2 separate regions of the Mus musculus genome follow, and region 1 is linked to region 2. The links are chromatin contacts, called in public promoter capture Hi-C maps. All regions are on one chromosome and are shown on one strand. The core of a region is the stretch at or near the end of the contact, and the rest is flanking DNA. Distances in the headings are between cores, read along the strand shown.

Evidence for each region. Capture Hi-C pulls out chosen DNA fragments and counts their contacts.
Region 1: a promoter capture Hi-C map of adipose tissue shows a contact between it and region 2. The contact joins the promoter of Lrrfip2 here to the promoter of Rtp3 in region 2. A contact is called at or near these places in 17 of 39 promoter capture datasets (the 3T3-L1 cell line, 3T3-L1-derived adipocytes, the C10 cell line and 11 more), 1 of 15 datasets of contacts at CTCF or cohesin (CD8 T cells), 1 of 484 Hi-C or Micro-C datasets (CD4 T cells), 3 of 115 datasets of contacts at active chromatin or transcription factors (bone marrow-derived macrophages, effector CD8 T cells and memory CD8 T cells) and 3 of 9 other capture datasets (adipose tissue, bone marrow-derived macrophages and liver).

Annotation. Positions count from the first base shown.
Region 1 is chr9:111,115,857-111,119,507 of GRCm38.p6, reverse strand. It overlaps Lrrfip2 (leucine rich repeat (in FLII) interacting protein 2), which reads right to left and starts at 1,384. Exons shown (of 15, transcript NM_001374664.1): 1 at 1,119-1,384.
Region 2 is chr9:110,988,174-110,991,884 of GRCm38.p6, reverse strand. It overlaps Rtp3 (receptor transporter protein 3), which reads left to right and starts at 2,172. Exons shown (of 3, transcript NM_153100.2): 1 at 2,172-2,440. The coding sequence starts at 2,274. Gm10030 (predicted gene 10030) reads right to left here and starts at 2,386. Exons shown (of 7, transcript NR_152179.1): 1 at 1-2,386.

The sequences.
Region 1 (3,651 bases), core at 135-2,634, 130 kb before region 2:
AAACAGAACCAAACATTATACATCACTCGCTATAAAAAAAAAGAGTACAATTATCTAATTAAACGGGCAGAAAAGGTCTGGCTTTCCTCTATTTCAATGGGAAGATCCCGATCTACGAGTCAGAGTGTGACCTCACTTCCGACGTGAATCACACTTTCCGAAGTTCTTACTCGGCATGAGTGTATTAAATACGAGGTCATAGGATCCCTGTAGTTGTTAAACAGAGCATGATGTTGGTTAATCGGGGCTAACTCTGCAAGACATTGAAGCTACGGTAAACTTGGCCAACTAACTCTTACTGCAACACACATTCTTCAGCAATTGCAGCTTTTCACACCTACTGGGGAGAAAAAGTCCAACACTGATTAAGAATGTATCTGTCGATACCCTGACTGCACCTCTTCTCGCTGCGATAACACAACACGAATAGCAGTCACTGTTATCCTTACAGAGTTTTCAGTCAATCAAGCTACTGTAGAAAAACCGTGGCAAAAATGCTGAGTCACTAAATGGGAAAAGCAAAAGGGGCTACAAATACTGAAAGTTTGGGATACCCTTTAGCCACGTTTCTACGTTATATTTGTATGTCTCGAGGTGGGGAACATAATACACAAAGCAAACGCTTGAACTTTTCTCCTCTGGGTTCTCTTATGTCCCTTGCTTCCTGCTGGATATCCACAGCAAAGGGAAACCAGGCCTGACTGGAGCTATGAAACTCCACAATGTGGGTGTAAATAACGCCCGCTGTTAGTCAAGCATTAACCCTGACCGTCCTGCCCTGAGCCTGGTAAGCCCGCGCGCTTCAGTTCAGATCAAGAAGGAAGCAGGAGAGGGGGGAATCTCACTCAAAAAGCTACGCCCTCCACCGGCCTGACACCGTTCCCGGGGCGGCCCCTCCCGGGACAGACTGAGGACAGAGTCTGCGGGAGTGTGGCGCCGGGAGCAACGGGAGCTGGAGCACCCAGCTGTCCCAAGTGATGCCCGGTCCAAGGGGCGTAACCCCTTCTTCCCCCGCGGGGGGCGGGCGAAGCGGGAGCAGGGGACCCGCCGGGCGACCCCAGCCCGGAGCCGCCACTGGGCAGCGCCTGGAGACAGCCGGGTCCGCCGCCTGCCCTTACCTGCGTGTGGCGCGGGATGAGGCTGCGGCGCCGCCCGGAAGGGCCGGAGCGGCCGCCCGGGAGCCGGGAGAGGAGAGCGCCGGCCACACTCTGCACCCCCCCGCACCGTCCACCCCGCGGGCCGCAGGGAGACAAAAAGAAGGGCTCCTCGCGCCGCGGCCGGTCGTGGAGTCACACTGAGCGCGCCCTTCGCCCCGCGGCCGACACAGCGAACGCGACCCGGGACGAGCCGCAGCCCGAGCAGCGGCTGCAGCTGCGGCGGTGGCGGGGCAGAGGGGCGGGGCCACCGGCCGGCGACCCGCTCACCCGGAAGTACTTGTGGCAGGCGGCGGGGTAGCGGACGCGCGCGGCTCGGAGGCTACTGGCTGGACCGCGGAGCGCAGGGCTCGCGGGTGACGGGGAGGGAGACACGCTCGACACGCACTGGCTCAAGCCGGGCCTGGTCCCGAGCGTTGGTATCTGAGCGTTTCGTAACCGTACTTAGCCAGGTGGCCTCAAAGCGGTCTGGTGGGAGGTTTTGGGTGAGTGAGGCACCTGGCGCGCAGTCTGTGGGAAAGGATGTGGAGGGTGGGTGTGGCTGAACGAAATGAAAATACCTGTTTTTAAAGAGATTTCCACCTGAGGCTGTAGCGCAGGTAATAGGGTGCTTACTTAGCATATCTGTAACCTTGGGTGCCATTCCCAGCATAAAATCAGGTATGATGCTATACACCTGTTGTCCCGGGTACCCTGGAACCTGTGGCAGGGCAAAGGAGTTTGAATTATCACAGTGAGACCTGTACACATCACACACACGCGCGCACACACACAAACACACAGACCCAAATCGTAGGCATGTTCTTCAATCCCAAAAGTATCTGGGGAAGGCCCTCACGTTCAAAGTTCCAGGCACCGGAAGCCCTGATCATGCTCTCGGGGAAACTTGCCTTCTAATTGAGTAGATGAACTTGATCAGATAAACAAGGTAATGACAGATTGTCGTGAACTCAGCGGCAAGCAATGATGAGAACATTTTGAGGGTGAGGCCTCTGGCTGGAGAAGATGGTGAGAGAAGACCTCTGGCAGGAAGTGATAGCCGAGCAGGTATCTGGGGGAAAGGGCACAAAATGGTCTTAGGCACGACCTCCCATCTGCAAAAACTGCAGATTTCAGAAGCCCACGAATAAGCCCACGGATGACATGTTTGGATTTTGTCTGATGGCTTCTAAAAGGACTTTCAGAGCTGCCCGTATCCACTGAGATATCAAAGGCTTGATTAACCTTTCATGTTCACGGGGCTGCCACTGTGGGATCAATCAATCCTGGAGGTTCAGCACACAGAGAAAAGTGTGCTGAGAGAAACTGTGTGTCTGTCTGTCTGTCTACAATTGGCTCACAGACAGCAACTTTGGGTGGTATTTCCCTGGAGTCATGCTCCTTGGTTTTTTAAAGACATTATTAAATCTCACATAGACCTGGAATTTACCAGGTCGGCAAAGCTAGCAGCCACTCCAGTGCTGGGGTCACAGGCAAGCGCCACCACACCTAGCTCTCTTTCATTGTAAAAATAGGCGTTAACACTAGTGTTGTGAAGCAGCTTTAGAAGTTCGCTGTTACTTCTCCTTCATATTTTGCCACCTATTTGGCAACTGAAAACAAAAACGACTCCTCTTGTTGAAAGAGTCTATAATAAACGATTCGAAAGAATGTTGTAGACTGACACTCTTTGTCACAGCGAGGAGTCCCTGACTCAGGCTGTAACCCTGAATTACGTGGTAGGCAGTCGTTCTCGGCACATTAAGTCTCTCTTTCTGCCAAAAATATCTGTTCCCAGATCTTTATGGAATATTCTGACATGTGAATGCCCCAGGTCTGTGTGGGCTGGCTGCTCCACAGATATATTAATAGATGAAGGAAAATTTTGCAAATGTTTATACTTTTTGGAAAGTGTGATGGCTGGATCCATACATATTTATTCTTTCCACAGCAAATCTTTCATAGTTTTCTTAGATAATGCCAAGAAATAAAGTGCTTCCTTTTTTAATAACAAATATTCATTGCTGATTTTACTTGCCTGCATCAGATATTGTATTTTTTATTTCAACTACCAGAATCTGTGAAAGTGGATATATTTTTAACATGAATGTCTCTGATATTAATGACAATAATGTGTTTTTCATGTTTCTCTTGTCTTTTCATATTTTTAGATGGAACTATCTTGGCAAAAGCTGGACAATGTTCCTTTATTTGAAACACATATCTGGAAACATCATTAGTTCAGACATTAAAAATAAACTACTAGGAGTTGTGTGAGCAAGTCAGTCAAAATTTCAGCATGGCTGGCAAAGGGACTCCTGAGGCGCCAGCCATAACTCGGGAGCTATGGAGAGTTGAGAGCTGCTGAAGAAATGAAAGTCACTTTCTTTGTGGATGTGGTTGAACCCCAGTGGGTGGCCTCACACCCACATACATGTGGCCAACAACAACTAGACTCAGGGGCTGAACAGATGGGTCAGTGGTTAAGGACACACTGCTCTTTCCAAGGACCCAAGTT
Region 2 (3,711 bases), core at 923-3,422:
TTGGCCTTTCACCTGTCTTCTTGCTGCTATGCTATGTCCTGGTAGCCACAGAAACTCTAAATCTTGCAAAGAAGGTCTCTTCTCTTCTCTCGGGTCCTTAATTACATCTGAAAACACTCAAGTTTTCCACACACATTCACAAGTAGATACCTCATTTGGGATGTCACAATTCAACCCACTTGGGAAAGGTCCACAAGTCCTAACCATGGGCTCAGAGGTCTGAGCTGATAAGAGAGAACCTTGGATGTTGGTCTTGGGGACCCGCAGGGTATAGGATTGCTGGCTAACTAAGTTAAGGCTTTAGTAACATTCTAAACAAAAATTGGAGAGAGGGGGCTGGAGAGATGGCTCAGCAGGTAAAGAGCACTGACTGCTCTTCTGAAGGTCCTGAGTTCAATTCCCAGCAACCACATGGTGGCTCACAGCCATCTGTAATGGGATCTGATGCACTCTTCTGGTGTGTCTGAAGACAGTGTACTCACATATATAAAATAAATAAATCTTAAAAAAAAAAAAAAAAAAGAAAGAAAGAAAGAAAAGAAATTCTTAAAAAAAAAAATTGGAGAGAGGCAAAGATTTAGTTTCACTACCAACTTAGCTCTCCTGTATAATGCAGGAGAGGAGGCAAGCCACCACGAGGTGAGCAAAGGAAGGCATAGTTAATTCCTGCTGCACATGGAGGCCCTAACTGTTGTCTTGAACACAGAGCCGTTTCTCCTAAGGGGACTACGTGAGGGTCTAGCAGTCCTCTGCTTGTGCTTCAGTCACCTGACCAGTACAAGCTCAGTGACATCCCTGTGACTAGGCATTCACCCTTTTCCCCAGGAGAGGCTAATGCAAGCCTAGCTTTAAACCTTTGTTTAAAGCTGACCCAGTTTATGTTCAGTTGTTGACTTATCAACAGTGAGTCCACAGCCGGCACCACAACTAGGAACAAACTCCCCTAACATTTGTACTTTCCATATTAGAAACACAGTAGCCTCCTTTCTCTCGGAAATATGTCAGCACCAGCCCTAGGGACTGTCTTACACAGTGAGACCTCTAGGAAAGACCCCAAACATGTGAGGAGCATAGCACCATTGACCATAAATAGAGAACTCCTATTTATCGAAAGCCGGAATAAGCAACTGGGGGTTGGGGGTGGGGGAGAGAAGGATACCCCATAGTGAAAAGCTGAAAAGGGGGAGAGCCAAAAAATAGAAACTGAACTACCTTCCCAAATGATGTAGTTAATTTATAACTGAGCAAATAACATTGAGAAACTAAATGAAAGCAGGGAGAAAAGACCATGGTGTGAGTCTGGCCATAAAGCTGTGATGTAGGGCAGAGGCGGTCGGGAGAAGCCTGGAGAAACTCAGTTTCCAAACCACAGGAAGCCCCTCCCCCCTGGTTTCCTTCTTTTCTTCCAGGCTGCGGAGCGTCCAGTTTGGGAAGCAGCCAGGGCAATCAGTTGATAGGAAGACCCACCCTATCTGTGGATGGAATCTCGGGGTGTAGACACTCCCAATCTTGTCTGCCTTAAATAGAGTACTGCCTGATCCAACTGTGCTCCTCTCTGCCTTCCTCGGTTTAGGGTGATAGTGAGCCAACCTTCTTGTGGAGGAAGGCAATGGGTTCCTGTTGGTCTTGGACCAGCAGCCTTCCACTCATCTAGGGACACATCACCTAATCTCCCAGGCAAACACTGGCTGCACCAGCTTCGATTTCTGGTAAGTGGAAAATTTGGTTGGGCCGGAGACCTCCGGGGTCAGGCTGTGGTTGGTGGGCGCGGGGAACAGCTGGATGTCTACAGATCACCCACCATCCTCCTGAGATACTAGGTGTGACTGAGGACTTCCCAGAGTGTGGGACTCCCAGGGAGGCCTCTTTTGCCTCAAGTAGGAGCTCAGCAGCACAAAAGATGAAGATTTCCAAATGTTAAAACCAGAAAAGGCAAGAGTAGCCTCCAGCCCTTTCAGAGACTCTGCCAGAGGCCGCTCATCCCTGCTTTGGACTCCAGAACTTTCTCCCTCACTAGTGTATTGAGACCTTAAAAACCAAAGCTTGGAGTTTTGTGATTTCTTGTGGTTGTCCACTGCTGTCCTCTGAACTTGGGAACAGACTCAACTGACCTTTGTCCCTGGGACAGAAGGATCTGAACTACAGTCCCAATTCAGGTCCTCAGAGGGACTGCCAGCCTGAAGCCTTGCTGTCTGAGTGAACAATTCCCCTCTTGCCACAGATCTTTCTGGACCCAGAAGACCCTGCCCCAGCCTGGACCCAGCACTGTAGCCATGATGGAAGAAGACATAGGAGACACAGAGCAATGGCGACATGTGTTCCAGGAGCTAATGCAAGAGGTGAAACCCTGGCACAAATGGACCCTCATACCAGACAAGAACCTTCTTCCCAACGTTTTGAAGCCAGGATGGACGCAATACCAGCAAAAGACCTTTGCTAGGTAAGGGAGGTACCCATGCTAGAAGATTCTTGCTTATTTCTGACTGGTTTCTCTTCTCAGCTGTCCATGCTTGCACACTGAAGGACACAGGAAGGAATTCCAGCTTCATTAGGGACTGGGATTTCCCCTCCCCCATGACTGTGACCTTAAAACGGTGACAGAATCCAGGCTAGGATGAGACACTGTGGAAAAAGGAGGGAAGAATGGGGGCCTCATTTACTCAAGGGGAGGCCAGCCAACGTTTTACACTTTCTTTTCCAGGAGAGAAAGAGGGTGCCCCAAGGCCCAGGGATAGAGGTAGGAGAACATAGAGGTTAGAGACTCGGGATCTGTCACACCTGCTGCTGTCTGTGAGGGGACTGGACCATTCTCAGCCAAGAGATGTCTTGGGAGACTCCAGAACAAAGCCTCAGTTGGCTTATTTGAGAACTTGGGACTCAGGACTGGCACACAGCGGAACTGGAGTGCTGAGACCAGGCCCCATCTGTGGTTGGCTGCTGGGGACAGCTCAAGCCTGTATGAAAAACTGAGTGAGGGTAACTCTCAATTAGTGCTTTTCATGGGGCTCAGAGCTAGCTTGTCAGCATCTCCTCTCAGTTTATTGCCACATTTGCCCTAAGATGGCAGCCTAGGATCAAAACATAGTAAAAAAAAAAAGAGGGGGGAGGGGGGCTGGAGAGATGGCTCAGTGGTTAAGGGCACTGACTGCTCTTCCAAAGGTCCTGAGTTCAAATCCCAGCAACCTCATGGTGGCTCAAAACCATCTGTAATGAGATCTGATGCCCTCTTCTGGATAACAGCTACAGTATACTTACATGTAATAAATAAATAAGATAAATAAGTAAATAAATAAAAAAAAAGGGCCCTGGGACTGTAGCTCAATGGTACCTTTACTTAACATGTGCGAGGTCCTAGGTTCTGTGCCTAGAACTAGCCTGGGAGCTAGTCTGCCCAACCTCCTCCAATTCCTCATCTCAGACTGCAGATGCCCCTGTCTCAAGCAAAGTTAGGATCCACTGCTAAAAAAAAAAAATCCCAGGATTTAGCTAAACAATGGCTCCCAAGGTCACCTAAGCAAAGAAAGAGAAATCTCATAGCCTTGGGAAGATCTCACTGCTGCTCAAGTCTCATTGGCCAGCAGGTCCCGTGACCACAACATCACTGAACCGAGAGGGAGTTCATGAACTATTTGATGTGCAATAAATGTCTACGCCACACTGCAGTGTTCTGGCTTTGCACAACTCCTGTTCTAGCAAGCACAGGCTTCTTCC